7 separate regions of the Mus musculus genome follow, and all the other regions are linked to region 3. The links are chromatin contacts, called in public HiChIP or PLAC-seq and promoter capture Hi-C maps. All regions are on one chromosome and are shown on one strand. Each heading gives the region's core, a stretch centred on a gene start, on an enhancer-like site or on the middle of the called end of the contact. The rest is flanking DNA. Distances are from core to core; before and after follow the strand shown.

Region 1 (3,724 bases), core at 863-3,362, 840 kb after region 3:
AAAAATATGGTTGGTCAATGCAACAGCCCACCCTGCTCCCCCTTGCTTTCTGCTCCCATCCGTTAAACATTTTGTATAATCTCACTCCATGGGCGCAGTTCAGACCGACCCTGAACGGGTCACCTCCGGGCAGACACTGATTTACGCAGTAAAAGGCTCCAGGTACAGTGAACGCTCCCACCCGGGCAGACACTGACAGACTTCCATTTCATCTCATGCGCTCAGACACCCACTCCTCTGCTTTCCCTATGAATAGCTAGGCTTTGCTTGCTCTGGAGTTCTGTATGGATGGGATCACACCCTCTGCCAGATCCCACCGTCTTTTGCTTTCACTGTGCATACATGGTTTTTGAAGTTAATTTGTGCTTTTCAGTAGTTTGGTGGAATTTACTGTTTCTTCCTCCTCTCCCATTTGGTTGTTTTGAGAAAGGGTCCTGTTTTGTAGTCTAGATCCATTGGGACTTCAGATTCTCCTACCTCAGTCTGCCAAGTGCCAGTATTACAAGGTAGGTACCACCATATCTAGCTGAAGCACGTGACTTAAAAAATTTAAACTTATTGTATATATATTATATGCATATGTAATGTTATATATGTGTGTATGTATTGTATATATACCCATATACACACATGTATACACACATACATGAGTGGGTGCATGTATTCCAACTATAGCATGGATGCAGAGGTCAGAAGAAAACTTTTTGGCTATCTTCCTTCTATCATATAGGTTCCAGGGATAGAACTCAGATCGTCAGGTTTCTCAGCAAGATACTTTATCTGATGAGCCATCTAGATTGCTCAAGCATGCTGCTTTTATTAACTTTCTGTCTTGAATTTTTTTTTGTGTGTGGGGGGTTCGAGACAGGGTTTCTCTGTGCAGTTCTGGCTGTCCTGGAACTCACTCTGTAGACCAGGCTGGCCTCGAACTCAGAAATCCGCCTGCCTCTGCCTTCCCAGTGCTGGGATTAAAGGCGTGCGCCACCACCGCCCGGCTTGTCTTGAATTTTTATGTCTGTGGATATTCAATGTCAGCCGAGGCCTGAAGAGGGCGAGCATTAGCTCCCCTGAGACTGGAGTGAAAGCGGGTTGTGAGCTGCTGGAAATTGACCACAGCTCCACAGCAGCCAGCGTTCTTTGGCGGTTGAGCCAACTCTCCAGTTTAGGTTTTATTGTTTTGTTTTGGTTACAGTGTTTCACTGTGTAACCTTGGCTGTCCGGAATTAAATAAATGTGATGGTTTTGTGCATAACTCCTGGCTCGCCTGTCCACCTTCAGTTCTTCTTCTTCTTCTTCCTCTTCTTCTTTTTTTTTTTAAGATTTATTTATTTATTTATTATATGTAAGTACACAGTAGCTGTCCTCAGATACTCCAGAAGAGGGCATCAGATTTCGTCATGGATGGTTGTGAGTCACCATGTGGATGCTGGGATTTGAACTCAGGACCTTCGGAAGAGCAGTAGGCGCTTTTAACCACTGAGCCATCTCACCAGCTCCCGCCTTCAGTCTTAAATCCGTATTAAAGTGTCTTTCATTGTAAGCATGGTGGCACACGCCTTTAATTTCAGTACCAGGGAGGCAGAGGCAGACATGGGCTTATCTTTGTGAGTCTGAGATTTAGCCAGGCTACAAAGTAAGGCCTTATCACACAAACAAACAAACAAACAAACCAGATCATTAATAACACAATACTGTGCCGCGCTAAACTAACAAGTTTTGAGATTGTTTTGAGCATCGCCAGGAATTCGGATTTAACCTGAGTCTAGGTCCCTAAAAATCTAGGGGAACTCCTCAGAATGCCGAGGGTGGCGGTGTGAAGCCGAATCTCTGTCCCGTCACCTCTGACACCTCCGAGGGAAGTTTAGAGGACGGACGAGCCAACAGTTCACCCGATTCAGCTCTGGGTTAGGAGAAGCCGATTACTTTTCGACCTTCTCAAGATGGCGGCCGTACAGTCCGCGTAAACCACTTTGGCCACTCCGGAGATGGCGGCTCCAAGAGGCCGCCCTCAGAGCAGGCCCCTAAAGTCTCGCGTTAGGTGAGACTGACGCGCCAGTTCTCGCGAGAGAGCGCTCAGGCCAGCTAGGCGTTGTGTGATCCGCAGCTGGCGCGGAAGCTTCAGGTGGCAAGCGATCGGTGAGCGGGCGTGGGACGGCAGGCAGGGGCCGGAGCGGGGGTCGGGGCTGGCGGAGGTTCAGGACGTGTGCCGGCCGCAGCCAGGGCCGGGTGTGCTAGCTGCCATAGCCCGAACAACGCGGGTTCGCGACCGCCTGAACCAGGCTGCCGGAAGTGCGCCTGGGGATTTTCTCCCCCGGTTTACCTTGCGGGGAAACTGAGGCTTGGGGGTGGCGCTTTTGGTTCCGCGACGCCCTGAGGCCGCGGTCTTCCTCTGCAGCTGCGGAAGATGTCGGACAGCGAAGACAGCAACTTCTCCGAGGAGGAGGACAGCGAGCGCAGCAGCGAGGCGGAGGAGGCCGAGGTCGGTGCCTGGGATTCTTAGGGGAGACGTTGCGCCTGGGGACAGGGACAGGGGCAGGGCAGAGAGGGCCCTGGGGGAGCCGGGGACTCGGAACGGCTGGGGGGGAGGGTGGTTCCAGATTGTCGGGAGAGATGGACGAGTGTGCAAGTCAGCGTGGAGCGCAGGGGCAGCGTCCAGAAGGTGGGGGTGCGCCAGGTCCACGGTTGGCTTTCATCTGATTTGTTTCTTTCGGTTTACTTTTTATCACTTGCGATGCTAGGATTGAGTTCAGGGCCCTGCTAGGTGGACAGCCCCAGCTCTTAGGATTCTTTCGTGTTTGTGTTTTTAGGTATCCCCAGTTGTTCCAGAAGTGTGTATGTATTGCCTACTGTGTGCCAGCCTGTACAAGTCTTTGTCCTTGGGCTCCTGCTAACAGATTTTAAAATGTAAATCGACAACTGATGGGTGAATGTGAATTTGCTACTGTGAATAAATATAGCCAGTAAATATGAGAGACTCCCAGGTTCAGCATCCTAGTGTGAAAATCCAGATGATTTTGTAACTTTTCTAGTCTTCTGTCGATGCTACGAATGGAAAATTCCACATATGACAGGTCAAAGTCAACACTAGTGCACTAAAAATACTGTGTTAAATGACTGTGCACAGTATATATGAAAGATATATGAATTTCATGTATTGTCCCGTTCCAAGGTACCTTATTGTGTATGTGCAAATAATCCAAAAATCCTCCAAGATCTGAAATATGTATACTTTGGATTTTATTTGTTTTGTTTTGTTTTCTTTTCTTTTTTTCTTTTTTGGTTTTTCGAGACAGGGTTTCTCTGTGTAGCCCTGGCTGTCCTGGAACTCACTCTGTAGATCAGGCTGGCCTTGAACTCAGATCTGCTTGCCTCTGCCTCCTGAGAGCTGCCTTTGTTTTTCCTTTACCTCCCAAGTGATGAGATTCCTGAGATGACAGCACGGACAGCCTAAAATAGGAAATCTCATCACATCTTGTCTCAAGCTGTGAATTAAGGATACGTGGCCTGAGATAACTCTTTCTAGTACTCTGGTGAAAAATCCAAGCACAAAAAGGGAGTAGAGGGTCCTAGCTGCACTTTGAAGCCATCAGAATAAGTCAGAGTGACATTTGAATGGGAACTTACCGGAAGAGAGGGGGTAAATCATGTGGTTGTCTGTCTTTCTTTCTTTCTTTCTTTCTTTCTTTCTTTCCTTCTTTTTCTTTCTCTTTTTGAGATAGGATCT
Region 2 (3,811 bases), core at 840-3,339, 740 kb after region 3:
AAGGGACTTGCCCCACATTGCACAAGATAGTAAATGCCAGAGTTCCGATTTGAATCTGCATTCCCATGGTAACCGCTTTAGTATACTTCCTTTTAGGGGGCCTAAGGGAGCTTAGCTCTTCCTGGTCAATACCCTTCTCTGCCAAACAGACTTAGCTCCAGCAGGAAGGAAGGAAGGCTGTTGCAGACGGCAAAGCCACAGTGGGAGGTTTATCCAGTTATATAGGGTTGCTAGTGGCTTTGGGCTACCTTATCTAAAATGAAAACTTTTTTTTTTTTTTTTAAGCTCTAGGACCTGGCTCTACAGGCAAGAGCTCTGTACAGTTGTCCTCCCAACCTTTTCTTTTTATTTAACTCCTGTGCTGGCTAGTTTGTGTCAACTTGACACAAGCTATAGTCATTCAAGGGGAGAGAACCGCTATTGAGAAATTGCCTCCATTAGATCAGATTTAGGTCAAGTCTATAGGGCACTTTTTTTTTTTTTTTTTTTTTTTTTTTGGTTTTTTTGAGACAGGGTTTCTCTGTATAGCCCTGGCTGTCCTGGAACTCACTCTGTAGACCAGGCTGGCCTCGAACTCAGAAATCCGCCTGCCTCTGCCTCCCGAGTGCTGGGATTAAAGGCATGCGCCACCACGCCCGGCTTATAGGGCACTTTCTTTAGTGATATAGGAACATAGCTCCATTGTGGGTATACCACTCCTGGGCTGGTGGCCCCGGGTACTATAAGAAAATAGTTTGACCACGCCACGAGAGGCCTGTGAGCAGCACTCTTCCATGGCCTCTGCATCAGCTCCTGCCTCCAGGTGCCAGTCACGTTTGAGTTCCTGCCCTGACTTTCCTCAGTGGATTGTGATTCAGGCTATGTAAGCCAAATAAACCCTTCTCTTCCTAACTTGCTTTTGGTCGTAGTGGTTCATCACAGCAATAGTGACCCTAACTGAAGCACCTGGCTTTTTTTTGCCCTCGAACTCACTCTGTAGACCAGGCTGGCCTCAAGCACACAGAGAAATCTGCCTGCTTCTATCTCTTGCATTGGGGTATTAAAAGTCAGTGCCACCACACCCAGCCTTATTTGGCTTTTTGATACAGGGTCTTGTGTAGTCCAGGCTAGCCTCCAACTTAACACTGTAGCCAAGAATGACCTTGAATCCTGGTCCCTCTCTCTGCACCCTTAGAGTGCCAGCATTAGAAAAGCATGTGTCACGGTGCCCTGTTTATGAGGTAGCTGATCCAACCCTGGCGCACCCTCCCAACTTTGTCCCCAGACATCTTCCTGTATTTGGAATGTCCAGAATCCCAGCCCCTCACCTGGAGTTCATCCTCCAGCACCACCATCTGCCGGTCTTTGTCCACTTTCACTGGGGAGGGATAGAACACAGATTACAGACCCCTCGCCATTCCAGGGGACACCAGCCCAGACTTCCCTGCCTTGCTGTTCCCCCCCCCCCGACAGCCCCCCCCCCCGTGCCACCCTTGAGAGGGCAGAGGTCACTGACTTATGATGGCGGCATTGTTGGTCTCTTTTCGGAAACGAAATTTCCTCAATGTTTCCTTTAGCTCCGGGTCCACTTCACACACCACCAGGGAGTCCGACTGCCAATGGGACAGGGAAGAGCTGAGCCGGCTTAGCTTCTAACCTGGCCCCTTTCCTGACCCAAGTATCTTCGTAAGTCAATGAAGACGCTGAAACTAGCCTAGATGAGTGGCCTTTGGCAAACACCTGGATAGGGAGGCAGTTACTAAGACACACAGTTCAGCTCCGAGGGACACACAGGGGCCAGGTACCACCTTCCTGGAGGATTCCCTTGGATTACTCCAAAAGACCTAAGCATCTGCTTGCCTGAGGCCTCTACCTCTACGACCAAGCTTTGTCAAGACTGGGTCCCTTCCCTTCCTGCCTGTGACCTTCATCCCCCATCTGACCTCCATCCAGGTCACCCTGAACTCGGCCCCCTCACCCTTCCTTGTCACCCAGGCCCTCTGACCATGTTTTTCTGTCCTTAGGCCTCTTCTCAGTTCCTCTGTCTTCTAGGGGTGGGGACCCCAGGCTGAGAGGGATGGGCTATGAAAGGGGGAAGCTTTCCTCTAACACCACATCCTGTTTATGCCTAGCCTAGGACAACTGTCACAAAGGGCTCCTCCCCTTCCTTCCTTCCCTGCATCTGTCAGAACCTGTGAGGCTTTTCAGTCACTAAGATGGGGGTTCGAATACTGCCTCACTGTGGCCCTAGTTAAATTTGCAACTCTGGTCTGGGATTGCTGTGAAGAGAAAAAAACTTCACCTATCTCCCAGATAGAGATGCCTAAAAAGAGGAAATAAGTCTGGTACTGTGGAAAACACGTTTATTCTTTATTTTCTTGTTTTTTCAAGACAGGGTCTCTCTGTATAGGTCCTCTCTTATAGACCAGGCTGGCGTTGAACTCAAAGATCAGCCCGTCTCTGTCTCCCAAGTGCTGGGATTAAAGTTTGCTGTCACCCACTGCTAAATTCAACCATTCTACTAACTCCATTCTCCCAGGTCCCACTGCCTCTAGAGCAGTGACAGGCTACATAGAGAAACCCTGTCTCAAAAATTAATAAATGCTACCATGAAAATGGTGGCCTATTGTTGGAGTGATGTTTTTGTATACTGTGTCAAGATGTGTCTCTGTCCTTCCTTGCCTACCTCAGGTGTCCTCTGATAGGTTAAAATAAAAAGCCTATGGCCTATAGCAAAAGGCAGAAGAGCAAGGTGGGACTTCTGGACAGAGAAAGCAACTCTGGAAAAGAATCAATCGTGGTAGACATGGAGGAAATGGACTGTATGAAACCGAGGAGAGGTAACAAGTCACATAGCAGAACTTAGATTAGTATAAATGGAATAATTGAGTTACAAGCTATTTGGGAACACGCCTAGCTTAAGGCCAAAGCTATTAAATAAATATAATGGTCTCTGTGTTATTTGGGAGCAAGGGTAGGCATAGAAAAGGCCCAAACAGTTACAGCTTATTATATGTATATATATATGTGTGTGTAATACATGTGTGTGTAATAAGTATGTATATGTAATAAGTATATATATGTAATATGTATGTTTATATATACATCTATATACTATTATATATGTGTATATAATATAATTATAAATATATAACTAAATATATTTAATTAAATCTATACAATTCAAATATAATTTTTTTTTAATTTTTAAATTTTTAAAATTTATTTTATTTATGTGAGTATACTGTAGCTGTCTTCAAACACACCAGAAGAGGGCATCAGATCTTATTATAGGTGGCTGTGAGCCACCATGTGGTTGCTGGGAATTGAACTCAGGACCTCTGAAAGAGCAGTCAGTGCTCTTAACTGCTGAGCCATCTCTCCAGCCCCCAATTTAAATATAATTGCAATGTTTATTAATTATATAACATAATACATAATATACATTGATAGATATAGATATCTTCCAGCAGTCAGGATTGCCAAGTCTGAGGCCAACCTAGGTGACAACAGTGAACTCCAGAAGAGCCAGTGTTACACAGAGACACTGCATACCAAAAGACCAAAATAGGGCCGGTGAGGTGGCTCAGAAGGTAAAGGTACTTGCTACCAAGCCTGAAAAATTGAATTCATTCCTTGAACCCACATGGAAGGAGAGAACTGATTCCCACAAATTGTCCTCTGACCTCCGCAAGTGGGACGTGGCGTGTTCATGCATGCACAAACATAAACAAATAAACTCTAATGAGAAATGTAAAAGGACACAGGAGATTCTAGCTGAGCACGATGATGTGTGCCTGCAATTCCAGCACTGGGGAGCCAGAAGCAGGAG
Region 3 (3,750 bases), core at 895-3,394:
AGCCAGAAACTTACACTTCAAAATGGGCAAATTAACCAACTGCACCCAAGACCATGTTCGATCTGGGTTTATTGAATAATGGACAAGAGGGAATTAGTGAGAAAAGATGTGAGTCTGTACTTAGCTGGTGTCCAGACTGTACTTGTGGGATGAAGGTGGCATACAGTAGGTATTTAGTCCAACATCTAGATCAGTTGGCAGGTGGAGGCAGCAGGTAGCAACTGAGCAGCCAGACTGCTTGATGGCTGGTGCTCAGACAGCCTTACTCTCTGAGACTAGAGACTGGAGGTGTGGCTCTGTTGGAGGGTGCTTGCCTGCAGTACTGCAATGAGTTGAGTCTTGGCCCAGCAGTAGAATGCTTGCCTAACTCTCATGAGGCCCCAAGTTCAGTCTGAAGCACCATAGTCACCAAGCAGCAGGCAGATTGGAGAAATTAGTGTTTCCCCTGGACTGTAGGTGCTACAGCTGTCTACTTTTGGACTTGTAGGTGGCTGTGCTTGGAGAACTCCCCTTGCTATGACATCATCCCCCAAAGCATCTACCCACCTGAGTTCTTCTTCAAGTTGTTAGTGAGCAATAGGTAAGCCAGGCATAAAGCCTAGGTGTATGTTGAGGGTGGGGATGCAGTGTGCTGAGATTGTCCCTTGACATTTAACTCAATCCTGGACTCCATTCCCTCACCAGAGGTGTAGACAATAGCACATACTGTGACTACAAGCTCACCTTTATAGTGCACATCCATGGGCTACCGCTCAGCAGCAAGCGGTCCTCCTTCATTGTTATGGTGAGTGGCAGCCAAAGGCTTCCTTACTGGGTGGGCAGGGGGTTCACCTACTACTATACCCCAACCCCAACCCCGACCCCTTGTGACTGTTGTACTGGGCTTGCAGGTGTCTACCAGCTTCTTTATAGCCCTGGTTGTCTTCTACATCCTGTTCTGCCTCGTGTGGCCTCACATAGTGAAGGCCTGGGTCTCATTTCGCTGGAAGATTCACAACATGATGGCACCAGAGACCTATTCATCTTCCTCCTCTTCTGGGGGCTTCACCCTCCATTCTCACAGCTCAGAGGGAAGTTTTGAGGGTCCCTCCAGACCAGGTACCAAAGAGGACAATGTTCAAGCTAAGAGAGCAAAGGTGGCCTGAGTCCCTGGTCTGTACTCTTCCTCATGAACCCTTAGGCCTCTCCTCATGGGAATGCAGCCTGCCACCTCCCCAGGACTTTCTGGTTGGCTAGAATGCTCATGTCTCATTCAGACCCTAATAAAGCCTCCTTGCAGAATCAGTCCCGAGTCCTCAGAAAGGCTCACGTCCGCTTGGTTTGTACCAGCACAGCTGTAGTTAACTGTCAGAATGATGTCAGAATCTTTTATTTTCAAGATGGCACAGCAGATAAAGGAGCTCTCAAGCCTGACAACCTGGGTTTGATCCCCAGGCCTCATGAGATCTAAAGAGAGAGCCGACTCTGTGAAGCTGTCCTCTGACCTCAACATGGGCACATGCACGCACACACACACACACACACACACACACACACACGCATGCCTGTAGGCCAGGCTGGCCTGGAACTCAGAGATCCGCCTGCCTCTGCATCCCAAGTGCTGGGATTAAAAGCGTGAACCACAAAGCTCGGTCTGTAATTCTATTTTAATTTCAAAAATAAGAAAAAAATGGAATAAGAGAAAATAAGAGAAATGGCTCAGTGGTTAAGAGCACTGACTGCTCTTCCAGAAGCCCTGACTAAAATTCCCAGCAACCACATGGTGGCTCACAACCATCCATAAAGGGATCAAATACCCTCTTCTGGGGTGTCTGAAGACAGCCACAGTGTACTTATATACATAAAATGAATAAATAAATCTTTTTAAAGAGTCTGAAAAAAACGTGGAAGAATGATGCTCTGATAAACACGAACGCCTAATCTTAAATCTCACCTGCTAGTCCTCTCTCAGCCTGCCTATGTAGTGACACCTGACAAGTTTTCCAAATGGCTCCACATCGCCACCCCTTGACGTAGAGGCGGTACCCTTAAGATGGACATTCCACAGGCCGAAGCCAGCGAGGGTGGCCATGGTGACTACAGGTGGGCGGGACATTGTGGGCATTGTTTTCAGTTGGAGCGAACGGACTTCCGTTCGCCATTTTGAATGACAGCAGAGGCGGAGCTGCGGCATGTTCATTAAGGGTCGGGCTGCGAAGACACCCCGAGGAGAGCCGCGGCGCTCCTCCCGCGGGGGGCGGAAACTGGCAGTGGTAGCTCCGCCTCCAGTTTTGGGCTCCACCTCCCGGCCTCATTTCCGCCGGGAGTCCATTGCCCGGCGTCGCTGCCGTAAGTCGGGTCGGCGGCTTGCCGCATCACGGAAGATGGCGGCCACAGCGGCTACGGTGAACGGGTCGACCACCGTCTCGAGCTCCGGACCCGCGGCCACCTCGGTCGGGATCCTGCAGGCAGCGGCCGGCATGTACGAGCAACTCAAGGACGAGTGGAACCGGAAGAACCCGAACCTTAGTAAATGTGGAGAAGAACTGGGCCGCCTGAAGGTAAGAGGTCGCCGGGTCCTAGATGCCTAATGCCTGGGGGAAGGTGACAGACGGGAGATCGAGGCTGGTAGAGCGGGCCCTGAGGTGTCGTTAAGGGAGTGATGATGGAAAGATTGGTTCTGGCAGAATCGAATGAGATGGTTCGAGCTTTGTTACTTGGAGGGAGGCAGGAAGGAGTGGGATCAGTGACAAACGGGGAGATAGTGAAAAGAATAAGTCTGAGGTGACGGGACGTTGAGGGAATGTGTGGCAAATAAAGCCCAGGTAAGCTGTGAGGGAGCAGAGGTTAGGAAACACCTGTGTGAAGAGGGGCAACAGGAACAGTTTGAAGCCAAAAACGAACCTAGAAGAGCACACGTTTCGGTTGTAAACACACTCAGGCGGATAGAAGGCCAGTCTGGTCTTCAATAGCGAGTTTGAGGAGGCTGGGCTACATAGACTTCGTCTCAAAATATATATATAATAATAATAAGTAAACAACAACAAAATATGTGTTAGGTTCCCAAGTTTACTAAGGAATGGTGTCTGGGATGGACTGGGGGGGGAGGGAAAAGGAATGCCCCACATTCCTTGTTACCCCTTCTCGGGCACACTGTGGTGGAGGTCTTCCCAGACCTGCATATAATGGCTGAACACGATGTCCCACACTTGTAATCCTAGCACTCGAGAGGCTCACACCAGGCTCTCCAGTTCTAGACTAGATTGGCCTGCCTGGGGAGATGCTGTCTTAAACAAGAGAGAAACCTAAAACAAGCTAAATATAGCAACAGGAAGAATTGAGGTCATGGGCGTCTCCCTACCCCATGATCCCCCTGGGTCAGGCACCAAGTGCCTCGTGTTTCTCAGTGGAGTTACTAATATTTGTAAGATGAGGTAATCCAATTGGTACGCTCCGTGTTCTTGGGCCCTTTGGTGTTTGCTTTACAAGGTCTGACTCCACTAATATTCATGGCAGTTGTGTGGGTTAGGATGCATGCAAGCTTTTCCAAGTAGGAACATAAAAGTCCAGAGAACGTAAGTAATCTATATTTGAAATCTCGTCCTCATTCCTTCCCCCTCAGTTGGTTCTGCTTGAGCTCAATTTCCTGCCAACCACGGGGACCAAACTGACTAAACAGCAACTCATTCTGGCCCGTGAGTGTCACTAGGGTTGGTGGAGGGTGATGGGCCTGGGGTCATTGTAGGAATGACTGGGGTGGTGATCCCAGGA
Region 4 (3,540 bases), core at 994-3,493, 900 kb after region 3:
GAAACCTCATCTCAAAAATCAACAACAAAGAAACAAACCAAAAAAACAAACAAAAAACCCCAATGAACAAACCCCAAAACAACCCCTTCCCCTCCTCCCACCCCCCAGAAAACCACATAATAGCTAGGTATGAGACAGGAGGATCTCTGTGAGTTCAAGGCTAGCCTGGTCTACCCATTTAGCAGGTTCTAGACCAGCCAGAGCTACAAAGAGAGACCCTATTTCCAACAACAAAAAATAAGACTGGAGACATGACTCAGTGGAGTGGGTTCAGTTCCCAGAACCAACATCGGGGCTCACAGCTGCCTGAAACTGTAGTTCTGGGAGACCCAACACCCTCTTCTGGTCTCCTCAGTCTCTTGCATGGACACGGTACACACGTATGCATGCAGGCTCACACACATACACATAAATCTTTAAAACAACCAAAAGGAAACATTTTCAAACAACCCAGATGTCCAGAAGACAACTAGTTCATTAAATATGTTGATACAGACTTAAATAGTAGTCATTAAAAAAAAAAACCTATATAGAATTACTTCCATGATAACTGAACATATCAAACCTCAGATGCTGATATATGTACGTACTATGTAGATTTGTTTACATTGCACGTGGATGTGCACCAGTGGTGCTTGGAGGAAATGGGTGTGGATTCTTCCACCTTCACCTCTTGGGTCCAGGGATCAAATTCAGTAATAAGGCTTAGCAGCAGACACCTTTAACCACTGAGCCAAAACCCTACCCTACCTTGATTCAGAAGGAATGGGAGCAGGGCAAGAAGGCTTGGGGTCCATCCTCAGCACCCAAGATTGGGGGATAACTAGACTGGTACCAGTTCATATATGCCTTATAAAATCTGTTTGAAAAACCCTACAGAAAACACAAATCTGTATGGATACCTATTTTCAATTTGGCAGATAAGTTTAACTTCCCATAGTATCTTTTGCAGAATTTGAGTCTTGTGTCTGTATTATTTAAATAATCACTCATCTATTTCCGCATGGTTACAACTACACAAGGTCTGGAAAAATATTCATCTCACAACACATACATGGTTTTCCCTATCTGAATATTTACAACTCGTCTACAGAACATCAAACACAAGAAGTAACGATACATGGATCTTGTCAGCTGACGATGGGACGACCCTCAATTCTGAAATGTCCAAGTGGTTTACAGCTTTCTTCTTACTCAGTAAAACCCGGGAGGAACAGAATCTAGCAAGCACATCCCCTGGTTTCTTCCCGCATCTCCGCTGATTTCTATGGTCTTTTTCATTGATATTTCTTAGACTTCATCTTTGCAAAACCATCGTCCTTCGCAGTGAAGCAACCATGATTTTCAACAAATGCAGGGGAGGGAAAGATTGCTGACAGTCACAAGGTGGAAGTCAGAAGAGTCCTCTTTGCTTGTCAGCCTCAAGCCTCAAGTGCCCTTCTCTCTCCCGGCCTGCTTCATTCCACCCTGCCCACGGCTGGATTCTGGCATGGATTCCCCACCTCATGACATTTGCCCAGACATCTGCCTTTGCCCTTGATTCTAGGAGTCACCTGACTTCCTGGCCACCAATCTTTTATTTTTATTTTTTATTTTTAAAAGACAGTCTCCTGTAGCCCAGGCTGGCCTCCAACTCGCTACATGGCGGAGGATGACCTTGAAGTCCGGTCCTCCGGCCTCCTTCCTCGGAGGTTATAGGTGAAGGCCACCCCTCAGTCGGCGTTGGGGCCGCGGGCGTCGGAGGCCGTGAGCGCCAGCATGAAGGCGCGGGCGTGCGAGTCCATCTGCGGGGGGTTGGCGTCGAAGGCCGCCTCCCTGGCCCTGCAGCCCTCCACGAACAGCCGGCGGCGCTCCTCGATTTCGTGGAGCAGCCTGGTGGGGATCAGGGGGTTGGTGTGCAGATAGTGTTGGAACATCCGCTGCTCGTACAGCTCTAGGAGGAGGAGCGGCGCGTGGACGTGCGGGATCGCCATCAGGCCCGCCACGCCGGGGAACTGCCCGGGAGCCAGGCCCGGGGCCGGCGCCATGGGCTGGGAGGCTGTGGCCAGCGGGTCTTCCTGGGCTTCGGGGACCGGACTGCCTCCGCCCAGTCCCACCTGCAGGACGTCGCCGACGCCGTTCATGGGGCTCAGGTCCGGGATCCTGCTCTCTCCGGGAAGCTCGGACATTGCCACCGTTGAATCCTCAGAAGCACCGGCTCCGGCGGCAGCGTGAAGATGTGCGCATGCGCGGGCCTCGGCGCCCTGGAAAACAAAAGTGCTTGCGCAAGGACGGGTGCCCGGACCTCTATCGCCCTCTAGGGGTGCCATGTGCCATTACCGCCACGGCCGCCTCAAGTTCTGAACCAGCAGGGGCGGCATCACATACTTTAATTTATTATTATTATTATTATTATTATTATTATTATTATTATTATTATTATTATTATTTTATTGCCTTGTTTGAGGCAGCGTCCATGTACATTTGGCTGGCCTGGAACTCATATATACACTCAGATCTGCCTGCTTCTGCCTCCAGAAAACTGGAATTAGCGGTGGTGGCGGCGCACGCCTTTAATACCAGCACTCCGGAGGCAGAAGCAGGTGGATCTCTGGAGCCAGATCCAGGACAGAGAAACCCCGTCTCAACAAACAAACAAACACATATATGGATGTTTTGTTACATATCTGTATATGTAAGCCATATGTGTGTCTGGATCCTAAGAAAATCTGAAGACGGTATCGGTAACTAGAGTTCCAGGGTGTTTGTGAACTGGGCTAGAGATAGCTCAGTGGCTGAGAACTTGCCTAGGGTGTAAGGTCTTGGGTTTGACCCCTATCTGAGAGACAGAGAAGAGAGAGAGGGGAGGGGGAAGGAAAGGTGGGGAGGGAGGAAGCAAGGTAGTTTTGAGCTACCACACAGGTTTTGGGAACTGAACCTGGGTTGTCTGAAAGAAAAAGTGCTTTTAATCTCCGGACTGTTTTTTAGTGTGTCTGTGTAAGTCGGAACCGTGCAGCTGTGGAGGTCAAGGTCAACGTCGTGGCCTTCTCTCCTTCCAACCTTATTGAACTCAAGGTGCTAGTCAGTTGTGCTCTACTCTGGCTTCTGTGTCACATTTAGCTTTGAGTGCGCACACGAGTTCGAGCCACGGCAGGTGTATGGAGATCAGAAGATAACTTTTAGGAGTCAGTTCCATCCTACCATGTGGACCCAAACTCAGGTTGTCAGGTTTGGCAAGTGAATGCCTCTACCTAGTGATCCATCTTGCTGGCATATTTTCTTCATTTTTGCTCGTTACGGTTGGTGTAGCCGTTTCTCTCGGCACTTCCATGCCTCTTTCCCCCACGCAGTGGCAGCACTTCCCTTACTTGAGTGTAATACACTGTTGAATCTCCTAGGGTGGCCACTGCCTGTCGATAATCTCAGAAAACAAGAGGGCTACCCGTGGTGGAGCACAGCTGCAATCCCAGTCTTTGGGAGGTAGAGGCAGGAAGATGAGATTATGTTCGTCCTGGGCTACTTGGCAAGTTCTAGGCCAGCCTGGGCTAATGTGAAAAGTGT
Region 5 (3,928 bases), core at 275-2,774, 940 kb before region 3:
ATTTGGTTAAGTACAGTCTCCAGTGCTGACTGCAACAGTGAATATTCTGGTGTCATGGTTATTTTAATTACCAGGAATGAGACTGGTCTTAGAAGTAAAAGCGTACTTTTAAAAATAATTTTAGGAACAGAAAAATCCACTTCCACAGATGTGCAGAACGTGGTATTTATGTGTGGAAAGTGCTACTCTTCCTGCAGGCTCCCATGCAACACCTTTCATCTCAAAACTTCCTATTTACCATCCTGATCCCAGGTTATTGGCCTCACCACGGGGAATTATGAAAATCTTACCTATTCCATTCCAACATTAGTATCTTTATATTTGCTAAGTTACTACTTCAAATTTTTCTCAAGCAGGCTTGCTGGTACTAATCTGATAATCAAATAGTACATAACTTCCAGGCTTGGTGGTGCACACACCACACGGAATCCCAGCAGTTGGGAGGTTAAAGTAGGGGGAATCACTGCCAAGTTTTAGGCCACCCTGTGCTACGAGAGAGTTCAGAGGCAACTTGGTATAGATAATGAACCTGTCTAAAAAAAAAATTACACATACGTGATCGCACAGCATACCTCAACCATTTAAATATTAACGGTACTACAAGCCAGGTGGTGGAGGCACATGCCTTTAAATCACAGCGGGGGGGCGGGGGGCGGGGGGGCGAGGGGGCGGGGGGGGGCGGGGGGAGAGGGCAGAGGGCAGGGGGCAGGGGGCAGAGGGCAGAGGGCAGAGACAGGTGAATCTCTGAGTTTGAGACCAGCCTGGTCTGCAAAGCGATTTCCAGGACAGCCTGTCTCGGGGGAAAAAAATCCCCCCCCAAAAAAATACACACACAAAATTATGAGAAATTACAGAAGAACACACACGTGTGCTTAGTGATAACCTTTCAAACATCCTTCAGAAAAATCAACCTACTGCTTCACATGTCATTCACGAGGACAGAACATGATAGAATTCCAGGCAAAATCACTCACAATCACGTTCACAAATCACTTTCAATTCTCCAATCTCCTACAGGAGTCATACCCAATCTAAAAATAGACGCAGGCCGCTATAACCCTAAGCAAAATCCCGCCATCCAGCTTTCACATCCAAGAAGATCGCGATCACTTTATGGCTCTCCCTCCCGCCCCCAAATAATCAGGATGAGCTGAGGGAGCCAAACCACAACATGCTCCCCACATCCTCACACGCAACGCTCGTGATGCCCAGGGACCTGTTCCCAGCGACAGAGTGTCCTCGAGTTTAACACGAAAACTACCCCTTCGGGTCACCGGCAGTCATCCTCGGTGTCACGCCCACGGGCCACACCCGAGGCCCTGTGCAGCCGTTGAGTGTCCCGGTCCCGCTTCCTTAACCTTCTTCCTCCCCAAAATTACCAGGCCTGGCTCGGCCTCTCGGTTTCCTCCCCGGTCTTCCCATCTGGATTCGATCTCTCGGTCGCCCTCCAGATCCGGAGCATCCACTGCGGTCCTCAGCCTCTCCCAACGTCTCGAACCGCCCCGCCTCCGCTCAGCCGTCTACGCCTGCGCACTCACGCCGGGGGCTCGCTCTCCCAGGAGCCTCCGGGGCGGCCCGTTAGTTGCCGCGCGCGCCTCTCCCTCGCCCCGCGCTTGCACCAGCGTCCCCTTGGCTGGGGCGGGTGGGAGTCAGCTGCCTGCTACGGTCTGTGGCCGCGCGCGGGAGTGCATGGCTGCGTCAGTGTGGGGTGTGCCCACAGGGGAGCTCTGAGACTGATTCTGATTAGGTTTGGGTGATTGAACGCGGACCGAGCGGTTTGCGATCCCATACTGTGACCAATTGATCTTGTGACAGCACTGTGCTTTGATCCTATTGGGACCGACGCAGCCCCCACCCCCTTTGACTTCTGAGTTTGGTAGAATTTCATTTTGACCACCCTAGGCTGAGAATTATGTCTTGTAACTGTCGAAAAGCGCGAGGGGTGGCCTCTGTTGCATTCTTGTTCAGTCTGTACGCAATGTCTTTCCCAAGGGTAATTCAGAGAACGCATAAGGTTTCTCTTCCTCCGACAGGGAGGTGAGGGTAAAGGGATGGCAATGAAAAGTTCCATGATTTCTTGGAATGTGTGCTGAGGTTTCTGTCACTGCCTCTGTCGCCTCACCGGTGACATTGCCAGACTACACAGCGTGGAGTGACTTGGCTATTAAGGAGAAAGTTGGTATTTGAAACCTAGAACGACGATTCAGGTTTAAAAACCACACAGCCTTGTATGGAGATCTCACAATGGGAGTCGTCGTCGTCGTCCCCCCCCCCCCCAGATTGAAGTGCAAGCGAAGATAGGATATTGAAGTTCTAAGGATAGGATTCCAAAGATTGTTTTAGAAGTTATGTGTCATTAATAATTTTCCAAGGATTTATATCCAATATGATGCATTAATCAGTTATTCCATAGACGAAGCCACACCGATTGATTCTATTTTGGACCAAATACTGTTCCATCTGAAAGTGCTACTTAATCTCAATTGTATGATTTTCTTGTGAAGGAAAACCCTACTATCAAAAAGGTTATTGTATTGATGAAATGCGATTTTTAAAATGTACTAGACTTTGTAGCTGATTCGCTCTGTTCTTAGTGCAGGACTCTGTCAATTTTTCAACCCATTTCCTCACGTTGTTCAAAATAGATTTCTTTCCCAATACTTTAGGAAAAAAAAAATTGCTAAGGCTGGCCAGTGGTGGCACATGCCTTTAATCCCAACACTTGGGAGGCAGAGGCAGGTGGATTTCTGAGTTCGAGGCCAGCCTGGTCTACAGAGTGAGTTCCAGGACAGCCAAGGCTACACAGAGAAACCCTGTCTCAAAAAACCAAAAACAAACAAAACAAAACAAAAACAAAAAGTGCTTTAAATATATACAGGTTTTACTATGGTCACCCGTCCCCCCACCCCCACCCCCGATTTAGTAGTTTCACTGAGAAAAATATTTAATAACACAAGTTGTCCTAAATATTTAAACTTTTAACCCTATAAATATTGTTTGGCACCAAACTGCTATGCCCAAACATGAGGACCAGAGTTCAATCCTAGACCCACAGAGAAAGTTGTATATGACATGGTGCCTATAACCCCAGTGCTGGAAGGGCAGACAAGAATATCCCTGTGTTTCACTAACCAGCCAGCCTAGCTGAGTCTCCAAGATGCGGTGACAGACCCTGTCTCAAAACCCCAGGATGAACAGCTCCAGAAATGTGGCACCCAAGATTGCTTTCCAGCCTGCAGTCTAAGTCTCTCTCTCTCTCTCTCTCTCTCTCTCTCTCTCTCCCCCTCCCTCCCTCCCTCCCTCCCTCCCTCTCTCTCCTCTCCTCTCCTCTCCTCTCCTCTCCTTTTCTCTTTTGTTTTGAGATGGATCAGTCTCACTATTGTAGCTCTAGCTGGCCTGGTACTCACTTGTAGACCAGACTGGCCTCGAGCTCACAGAGACATGCTTGCCTCTGCCTCCCAAGCAGAAGGAGTAAAGGTATATATCACCAAATCTGGTACATTTTTTTAAAAAACATTTTTTGTAGATAGAGTCTTCCTGGGTAGTCCTGGCTGACTGGAGAGCTGCCTAACTCTGCCTCTGGAGTTCTGGGATTGAAGGAAAGTGCAACTGTGCCTGTCAGGAATATTCATTATTAATGATTTGGAATACATTTGCCATTTTCGGGGGGAGGGGGGGTGTATGTGCCCGGAGTTCCCGTAAATTATTTAAATGGTACTTCTCTTTGTTGTAACAGGAATTCAACCAAGCAGCTAGTTTTATTATACTTTAGTGTATGTAGGGAGAAAAAGGAACTGCCAATGATATTCAAATGAGTCATTTTGGTATCTACAACTTTGGAAATTATATATCAATTTATCCAAGATCACTAAGGAGCTCAGGAAGACATGTGAAACAGTACTCAAAAATAGATTTTCAAATTTTGTTA
Region 6 (3,620 bases), core at 1,047-3,546, 580 kb after region 3:
CTTGTTTTTTTTATTTTTGTGGATGATGGTTTCTAAAAGCAAACTGTGTACCACAGCACAGGAGCTCAATGAGGAAAGTGTGGCTGAGCAAATTAGAGTCAATTAGTAGGATGGCTTCTTAGGCAGCCCCAAGATTAATCTTCTTGAAGAATATTTATTGACATCAAGAGTCACTGATGATGTATATAGTCTTAGTTTTAAAAGGTATTTTTCTGGGGCTGGAGAAATGGCTCCGTCCGTAAGAGCACTTGTTGCTTTTTCAGAGGCCCTCTTCTAGCCTCTGAGAACACACACACGCAGAGGGGTACACACACACACACACACACACACACACACACACAGAGGGATGGGGAATATTTCTTTAAACCTACTTATTTTTCTGGGGTGGGGAATAATTATTTATTTTATTTTTTATTCTTTGGTTTTTCGAGACAGGGTTTCTCTGTATAGCCCTGGCTGTCCTAGAACTCACTCTGTAGACCAGGCTGGCCTCGAACTCAGAAATCCGCCTGCCTCTGCCTCCTGAGTGCTGGGATTAAAGGCGTGCACCACCACTGCCCAGCGGGAATAATTTTTAAATTTATTTACTCTTCTTTCATACATTACTTCTCAACTGCAGTGTCCCATCCCTCCACTCCTTCCAGTTCTCCCCATAAATCGTTTTTTTAAGATATATATTTCAGACCATTCTTCCAGGCATGGTAAGGAGACACGTGCCTGTAATCCCAGTGCTAAAAGACTCTCTTAGTGCATCGGAGGCCTTGAGTTCAAGTGGACATAAGCTGAAGGGAGAGATAGGGATGATGGGGAGAAAAGAAGGCAAGCAGAGACCTGAACCGCAGCCCTTCATTCATTCTTGGTTTGCACATGTTAACAGAATGCCTGCGGTGTGCCTGGCAGTGTGCAGGTGAAGCACACAGGCAAGCATCATTTAAGTGAATCTTTGGAGGGTGGAATTACCTTTTAGTCAGCCACCCCTTTTATAAATATGTACTGAGCATTTACATACCAATAATATCAAGGCTCTGGCTACGAGCAAAAAGCATAGTTCAAGGTCAGCCTGGGCTACGTCCTGAGACCCTGTCTCACGAAACCAAAACCAGCCAGCCAAACACAAAACCACAGGCGGCAAAGGAAAGGAAGCTTTGCCAGAAGCTGGCAAAGGATTTAATAGCACAAGGTAGGACATTTTGCCCCTTAGAGAACATAATGTTTGAGGAAAAACCCAAAGGAACCCTGGGAGTCAGGAGGATGCTTAAAGAAGAGAATCTTCCAGACAGAAGAAAAAGCCCGTGAAAAGAACCAGAGAAAGCCTGTTTGGGAAAACCTGTAGCCTCAGTCTCCCAAGGGGCTCAGCTGGGGAAAGCATTTGCCTAGAATTCTCTAGGGCCGGGGACTTCCCTAGTACTACTGCTTGCCTGTCCTGTATAAAAGCCCTAAGTTCAGTGTCTGATACCCAAATAAACAAATAAAACCCTCAAAATCCTTGATGAGAAAGCATTTTTAAATTTTTCAGTAAGACCTAATGAACCCATAGGTGGAAGGGTGTATTAGTTTATGGGCTTTGTTTCCGCTGTGTTTTCCATTTTGATTAATTTAAAAACACTTAATTACACTTATCCCTCTATTTTATGTCTATGGCTCTCTTGTGGAGGCTACAGATCAACTCCTGGGAATCAGTTCTACCGTGTGGGTCCAGGAGATCAAACTTCAGGCTCGGCAACAAGCGCCTTCTATCCACTGATGCATCTCACACACTCGTGATTGACTGACTTAAAAAAAAAAAAACTTATTTAAAAGATTAAGATCAAATAGTGTCAGATTTCCAGATTCGGACAGAGCTTCATTCAAAACTTGCTTTCAGTAGTCATAAACCAACTAGCATCCTATTAGCTTGTTTACCTGTAAAATGGGTGTTACAACAACAGGGTTGTGTTAACAGTTTACAGCAGAACTAGTCGCGTGCTAACAAAGGCATAATAAGTGCTTAAGAACTGTTTCTGGCCTTTATGTTCTCGTATTCCACTTTACTTTTTTGGGAGCCCGTGGGACTCTGCCACGCGAAAGTCGTTATTTCCCCTTTAAGAGGCGGAGTGGGCGGGGAGTCAACGATCCCGCACCTTTTCAAAACTTCCCAATCTCTGCTCTTCATTCTCCACCTAGCGGTCTCCGATTGGGCCACTCGCACCAATCAGTGGTTTTAGGGAACCCTGCCCGGCTCGCTGCCCCGCCTCCGAGTAGGCCCCGCCCATCACCCGGTCAGCTCCGTTGCCATGGGGACTAGTGGGCGGCGAGGAGTAGGGGAGGCCCCGGATGTTCATTGGGGATTCAACATGGCGGCGGCAGTAGCCGCGGCGGCGGCGGCGCGAGACCGCTGAGGGCGGTACGCGGGCACAGAGTTCTGGGCCAGGCAGCTAGGCCGCGAGCGACCGCGGCGCCAAGCCGGTAGGTTAGGGGGTTACCGTGCAAGGGGTTTGTGGCTGGGGGCGGGTGGGTCTGGGCACGCGCCGTGGGAGAGCGGTTATTCGGAAGGGGGCGGGGCCGGTCGGGTCAAAGTTCACTCTTGGAGGGGAGGGTCGCGTGGAAAAGGGTCGCGGGCCCAAAAATGAGGGAAAGGGGAGGGGACTGTCGCGACCAGTGGTTAGACCGGTGGAGGGGGCGTGGCCGGGTTTGAAATTTGTGCAAAGTTTGGAATACTAAGTGGGGGCGCATAGGAGGGGCTCGGAACGGGTCTCATAAAAGGGGGCGCTCAGAGTAACTTAAGAAGAGGGTGTGTCTGTCAGGGCTGGAGGTCACAACCTAGAGAAGTGGGCGGCTGCCCGGTCAAAGATTTAAAAGCCTCAACCGGAGGAGGAGGAGGAGGTGCTTGAGTTTTAGGTTTTGGGGGGGTGTCTGAGACAGCCCTTAGGTAGAAGGTACGAAGATAAAAATCTGACGGGTGAAGATGTTCTGGGAGGGCCAGAAACTAAAAACTCAAGTGGGGCACGTGCGGTGAGGAGGGGGACCAGGGACATCTAACAGAGCCTTCGAAAGTGTGTCCTGGTGTGTGTGGTGGGAGGAGAAGGGGAGCCCCTTCCCACTGATAATGAAGGCCACACACTGATAAAACACTGATGATAGGCTGGGCTTCCCTCTCCGCGTTAAAGCTCTGTGTATGTACTCATTTAGCGCGCAGTACAGCATCACTGGAGCCAAAGCTGTTATTAAGAAGCTAAGTGATTTGCCCCAGGTCAGCTAATGAAGTAAGGTGAGCAGCTGGGATTCCAGCTCCGGAGCTCTGTCCCAGAGTGCTTCTGTCTCCTGCTGCCTTTCACAAAATCTTGGTGCTGGTAAATGTTTAACGAGAGAGCGCGAGCGAGAGAGCGCGAGCGAGAGAGCGCGAGCGAGCGAGCGCACCGTGTATGCCTGGTCTTGTTTCATCCCTTATCTTGTGAGATGGGTGAGTTGGGTGTTAGAGAACACCCCTGTTTTCCAGGTAGAAAAAGTAATGCCAAGAAAGCTTTGTTAAGAGAAAGGAGCTTTGGTCTGCTACCTGCCACAGGGTCCACTTCCCAGGAGGTCTGTTCCTGGAAGCCACTCCCTGGGTGGGAACAGAGTGTCTGTTTAGCCTCCTTGGAAGG
Region 7 (3,932 bases), core at 806-3,305, 680 kb before region 3:
AGAGACAATAGGACCAAGAGTTCAAGGATCCTCACCTGGGCGACTCAAGACCCTGTCTAAAACCAAAACAGAACAGAATGAAGTCTGCAGTGGCAGAGGATCCCAGTTTCGTTCCCCTGCGCCCACATCTGGCAGCTCGCACCTGCCTGTAATGGAAGCTCTAGTGCCCTCTTATGGACTCCCCAGGTACCTGCATACAACATGGAGCAAATTCACTCAAATGCACACAAATAGAAGACTTCATTTACTAAATAAACAAAAACAAAACAAAACTGAAGGTTGAAGTAAGAATTTGACTAGTTGGCGCTATAAAGCAAGATGGTACTGAAAATATAAAAATTAAAAAAGCTAAGACCCTCGGTGGTTGTGGCGCATGCCTTTAATGTCAGCACTCAGGGGGCAGAAGCAGGGGAATTTCTGAGTTCAAGGCCAGCCAGGTCCACAGAGTGAGTTCTAGGACAGCCAAGGCTGCAAAGAGAAACCCTGTCTCAAAAAGAAAACCAAACCAAACCAAAACCAAAACAAAAAACTGAAACAAAAGCTAAATTCTCCCAAAAGTTACATAAATAGTACAAGAATGCTCTTTCTTTTAATTTGAGCATCAAATCCATTCTTTATAAATGTATCCAGTATTGGAAAACATCTATTACAAATTACACATTTTCATTACTCTCAAAATATAAACATCAAATGCCATTGAGTTAATGCATGCCTTTAACCCAGAACTTGGAAGGAAGAGGACGATGGGTCTTTATGATTTCAAGGCCAGTGTGTACTACATAAAGAGGTTCAAACCAGGCAGAGACCTGCCTCAAAAATAAGTAAATAGGAATAAATAAATTGCCTTGTTCCTCCATTATAAGAGAAGACTTGGGTAGGAGACAGTCACAAAAACAACAATAAAGTAAAACAAAGATCGTTTTCTGACATGATAAAGGCTGTTGAGGAGACAAATATCTGCTTACCTCAAACTTCCCTTCTAGATGGACAATGGCCATTTTTCCTCTTCTGTGTTGTACTTTGAGAATAAAAAAGTTAAATGAGATGCTATGTTGTTCTTGCCATATACTCTGAATTAGAGACAACCTCTTCCTCCGTCCCCACAGAGGGGTTAAGTCTTTACATTCTGGGAGTAATTGGGGAGAGACAAAGTCACAAGCAACTCAGGATCCTTTGGTAGATTCATGGTGGGGACCCCCCATGAATTCCAACAAAATTTCACCGTTGTACCCTACCACATCAGGGAAGGATCACAGGTAGAAACAAGAAAATTTCCACAGTCACATTGCTAGTGTCACAATTTACACTGTCAGAGCTACACCGTTGGAGCACTAACTCGTATATAGGACCCAAGCATGTACAATAACCAAACATTCTGTCAGGGACAAATACTGTCAGCGACATTCTTTTACAAGGGTGAACTTCTACTTTCTTTACAATCATGAGTACAGCACACAGCATCCTACAGTCACACACATACACACACGTACACACATAAACACACACGCATACATTCATACACACGCACTCACACAGTCACCCAAATGGGAGAACACTATAAAAGTCACAGGCGACGGAAACAAGCAATCGTAATCTCAGTGACACTATCACACATGTCTTCCGAGGCAAGCCAGTTATGCACAGGATACCAGGTACATCAACAACCTCAGAGTGACATAAACATCTAAATACCTCGCTATAACAGCACCGTTTCTCCACCATACACGTGGGCCGACACCATCAGTCCCAGAAACATCTCTAGTGAGATAAGCAACAATCACACACACCCTTGTGTGTCACAACTCATTCACACACAGCACGCCAACCACAAACCAAGGGTCGCAACAGGCTCCAAAAGCACAGGCTTGTGGCGTATACACGGGAGACACCGCCACCTAATGCCACAGACACGTCCTCCAGACGTTCCTCAGCACGCTCACCTCCGAGGGAAGCTCAGGGTCCCGCCTCCTGCGCCGGGCTCCACTACAGGCAGCCTGCTCTATGGGATGCTTAGGAGATCCTCCAGACACAACCCTCTCGTGACGCAAGTACCCCGAACTCTCGCCAGGAAACGGAAACGGCGTTCTGCTCCCGGTGGCTCTGGGAAATGTAGTCCAATGGCTGGGGCCAATGCCTGCCCCCCCCTCCCTCCCCTCCACCTTCTCTCTCACCCCTCCCTCTTTCCCTTCCACCTCTCCCCTCCCTTCCCCCTCTCTCCTTCCAAACCGCTCCTCTTTCCTCCCTCTCTCCCCCCAATCGCAATATTTGTGAGGTGATTTATACCTGTGGTAATGAGATTTTATACCACATGTGGGGTTGCTCAACAGAGATTCAGCCACTGTAGTTTGTTTGTGAAGGGTCACTACATATTTCTGGAATAATTGACTAGTTGCTCATGATGATCTGTGTTATCTTTCACCTGTATCCACTTCCAAACGACTTTCAAAGAACCCTTAAGTTTCCACTTCATTGGTTTGAAGGAGAATGGCCCCCACAGGCTCATATATTTGGATGTTGGTTCTCAGTTAGGAGATGTGGCCTTGTTGCAGGGGTGTACCTCTGTAGGTGGGCTTTGAGGGTTCAAGCCCAAGTGAGGCCTTAGAATCAGATGTGAGTTCTCACCTACTTGCTCTAGGGCAGAGCCTGCCTGATGCCATATTTCCTACCATGTTGACCACAGACTCACCCTCTGAAACTGTCTGCAAGCCTCTAATTAAAAGTGTTTTTTTCTTTTTTTCAGCCAGGCAGGGCTGACACACTCCTTTGATCCTAACACTTGGGAGGCAGAGGCCAGCAGATCTCTAAATTCAAGGCCAGTCTGGTCTACAGAGCAAGTTCTAGGAGAGCCAGGGCAATACAGAGAAACTCTGTCTTGAAAAAACAAAAGTATTTTTTCCTCCCAGAGGCAGAGTTAGGTGAATCTCTGAATTTGAGGCCAGTCTGGTCTATAGAACAAAGTCTAGGATACTCAGGGTTACACAGAAAGACTCTGTCTCTCTCATTCATATATATATATATATTTTTTTTTCCAGTAAGCTTGTATTTTTCAAAACCAACTTAAGTGTGCTTAAATGCTTTAACCTCCCTTCTAGCCTACCACCCACCAGAGGCAGTGGAAAGGAAAGGTTAATAGGGCAGAGGAGGATGTGGGCTGTTTAGAAATAGTTCTTTGGGGCAATCCCAGTCTTTGTTGTCAGGATAGCAGCAGGCAGTTCAATTCACAGGAATCAGCAGTGGTAGCTCGACTCACTTGTAAGCAATATTCACGAATCAGCCATAGCAGTGGCTTGCGTCCATCCAGAAGAAACCTCAAGGCTCTTCCAAATTGGCCAGAGTCCACAGAAGCAGCAAGAAGCCACTGGAATGCCACCGGAAGTTCTTTGGTGTGTTTCTCTCTACGAAATCACAACAAACGGTGACTAGCAAAGAATAGCAAGATGACCCACTGTCACCCAACACCTATGTCTGTTGGGTTATACTTATACCCTTTTCAAACATCACATGTTCTCTCAAGCATCTGCTAACAAAACATCACATGCCTTCTTTCCAAGTAGCTTCCAGAAAAACACCACGTGTCTGTTCTCAGCAAAACAACTTCCCACATGTCTGCTTCAGCACAACCATAAGACAGTTTCCAGAAAACTATCCATGTCACAAAGAGACCAGAACTTTCCACTTCATTTTCCTGTGTTGCCTTAGTCATGGGGTCTTCTCACAGCAATAGGAGAGTATCTAAGACAAATGCAGTGCCTACCTCGGGAAGGAACTGCTACAGGAATGGAGGCCAAAGGGAAGCTCAGCTTTACCTAGAATGTGGAGCAAGTTTTCTACAAGAAGAAGAAATCTACACATTATCTTGGTAATGAAAAATAAATAGTGAAGACACATTCAAAGTGGGCATTAAGAAGACTGTGTATAATGGCAAAATTTTC

Evidence for each region. Promoter capture Hi-C pulls out the DNA fragments that hold promoters and counts their contacts. HiChIP or PLAC-seq counts read pairs in DNA pulled down with a chosen protein or histone mark. Capture Hi-C pulls out chosen DNA fragments and counts their contacts.
Region 1: a promoter capture Hi-C map of pre-B cells shows a contact between it and region 3. The contact joins the promoter of Supt5 here to the promoter of Psmd8 in region 3. A contact is called at or near these places in 6 of 39 promoter capture datasets (the C10 cell line, erythroid cells, hematopoietic stem and progenitor cells and 2 more), 1 of 484 Hi-C or Micro-C datasets (B cells) and 1 of 9 other capture datasets (liver).
Region 2: a promoter capture Hi-C map of liver shows a contact between it and region 3, with 2.7 times the contacts expected there. The contact joins the promoter of Gmfg here to the promoter of Psmd8 in region 3. A contact is called at or near these places in 3 of 39 promoter capture datasets (erythroid cells, hippocampal neurons and pre-B cells), 1 of 484 Hi-C or Micro-C datasets (CD4 T cells), 3 of 115 datasets of contacts at active chromatin or transcription factors (large pre-B cells, memory CD8 T cells and pancreatic cancer cells) and 2 of 9 other capture datasets (adipose tissue and liver).
Region 4: a contact with region 3 is called in a promoter capture Hi-C map of pre-B cells, with 2.5 times the contacts expected there. The contact joins the promoter of Eid2b here to the promoter of Psmd8 in region 3. A contact is called at or near these places in 2 of 39 promoter capture datasets (liver and pre-B cells).
Region 5: an H3K4me3 HiChIP or PLAC-seq map of bone marrow-derived macrophages shows a contact between it and region 3, with 4 times the contacts expected there. The contact joins the promoter of Zfp382 here to the promoter of Psmd8 in region 3. A contact is called at or near these places in 1 of 39 promoter capture datasets (stem cell-derived epiblast-like cells) and 1 of 115 datasets of contacts at active chromatin or transcription factors (bone marrow-derived macrophages).
Region 6: a contact with region 3 is called in a promoter capture Hi-C map of pre-B cells, with 2.8 times the contacts expected there. The contact joins the promoter of Pak4 here to the promoter of Psmd8 in region 3. A contact is called at or near these places in 3 of 39 promoter capture datasets (fetal liver, liver and pre-B cells), 1 of 484 Hi-C or Micro-C datasets (embryonic stem cells), 2 of 115 datasets of contacts at active chromatin or transcription factors (memory CD8 T cells and pancreatic cancer cells) and 1 of 9 other capture datasets (adipose tissue).
Region 7: a contact with region 3 is called in a promoter capture Hi-C map of liver, with 2.4 times the contacts expected there. The contact joins the promoter of Zfp420 here to the promoter of Psmd8 in region 3. A contact is called at or near these places in 3 of 39 promoter capture datasets (hippocampal neurons and liver) and 1 of 115 datasets of contacts at active chromatin or transcription factors (pancreatic cancer cells).

The regions. Positions count from the first base shown.
Region 1 is chr7:28,337,107-28,340,830 of GRCm38.p6, reverse strand. It overlaps Supt5 (suppressor of Ty 5, DSIF elongation factor subunit), which reads left to right and starts at 2,112. Exons shown (of 30, transcript NM_013676.1): 1 at 2,112-2,136; 2 at 2,396-2,479. The coding sequence starts at 2,405.
Region 2 is chr7:28,439,215-28,443,025 of GRCm38.p6, reverse strand. It overlaps Gmfg (glia maturation factor, gamma), which reads right to left and starts at 2,089. Exons shown (of 7, transcript NM_001039192.2): 1 at 1,985-2,089; 2 at 1,496-1,592; 3 at 1,308-1,357. The coding sequence starts at 1,987.
Region 3 is chr7:29,179,067-29,182,816 of GRCm38.p6, reverse strand. Psmd8 (proteasome (prosome, macropain) 26S subunit, non-ATPase, 8) reads left to right here and starts at 2,144. Exons shown (of 7, transcript NM_026545.3): 1 at 2,144-2,540; 2 at 3,602-3,674. The coding sequence starts at 2,172. Catsperg1 (cation channel sperm associated auxiliary subunit gamma 1) reads left to right here. Exons shown (of 28, transcript NM_001368407.1): 26 at 488-580; 27 at 685-784; 28 at 891-1,285. The coding sequence ends at 1,145.
Region 4 is chr7:28,276,409-28,279,948 of GRCm38.p6, reverse strand. It overlaps Eid2b (EP300 interacting inhibitor of differentiation 2B), which reads right to left and starts at 2,243. Exons shown (of 1, transcript NM_001177427.1): 1 at 1-2,243. The coding sequence starts at 2,168. The coding sequence ends at 1,713.
Region 5 is chr7:30,119,528-30,123,455 of GRCm38.p6, reverse strand. Zfp382 (zinc finger protein 382) reads right to left here and starts at 1,524. Exons shown (of 5, transcript NM_001081007.2): 1 at 1,380-1,524. The coding sequence starts at 1,422.
Region 6 is chr7:28,596,860-28,600,479 of GRCm38.p6, reverse strand. It overlaps Pak4 (p21 (RAC1) activated kinase 4), which reads left to right and starts at 2,296. Exons shown (of 10, transcript NM_027470.3): 1 at 2,296-2,445.
Region 7 is chr7:29,858,102-29,862,033 of GRCm38.p6, reverse strand. Zfp420 (zinc finger protein 420) reads right to left here and starts at 2,055. Exons shown (of 4, transcript NM_172740.2): 1 at 1,941-2,055; 2 at 966-1,018.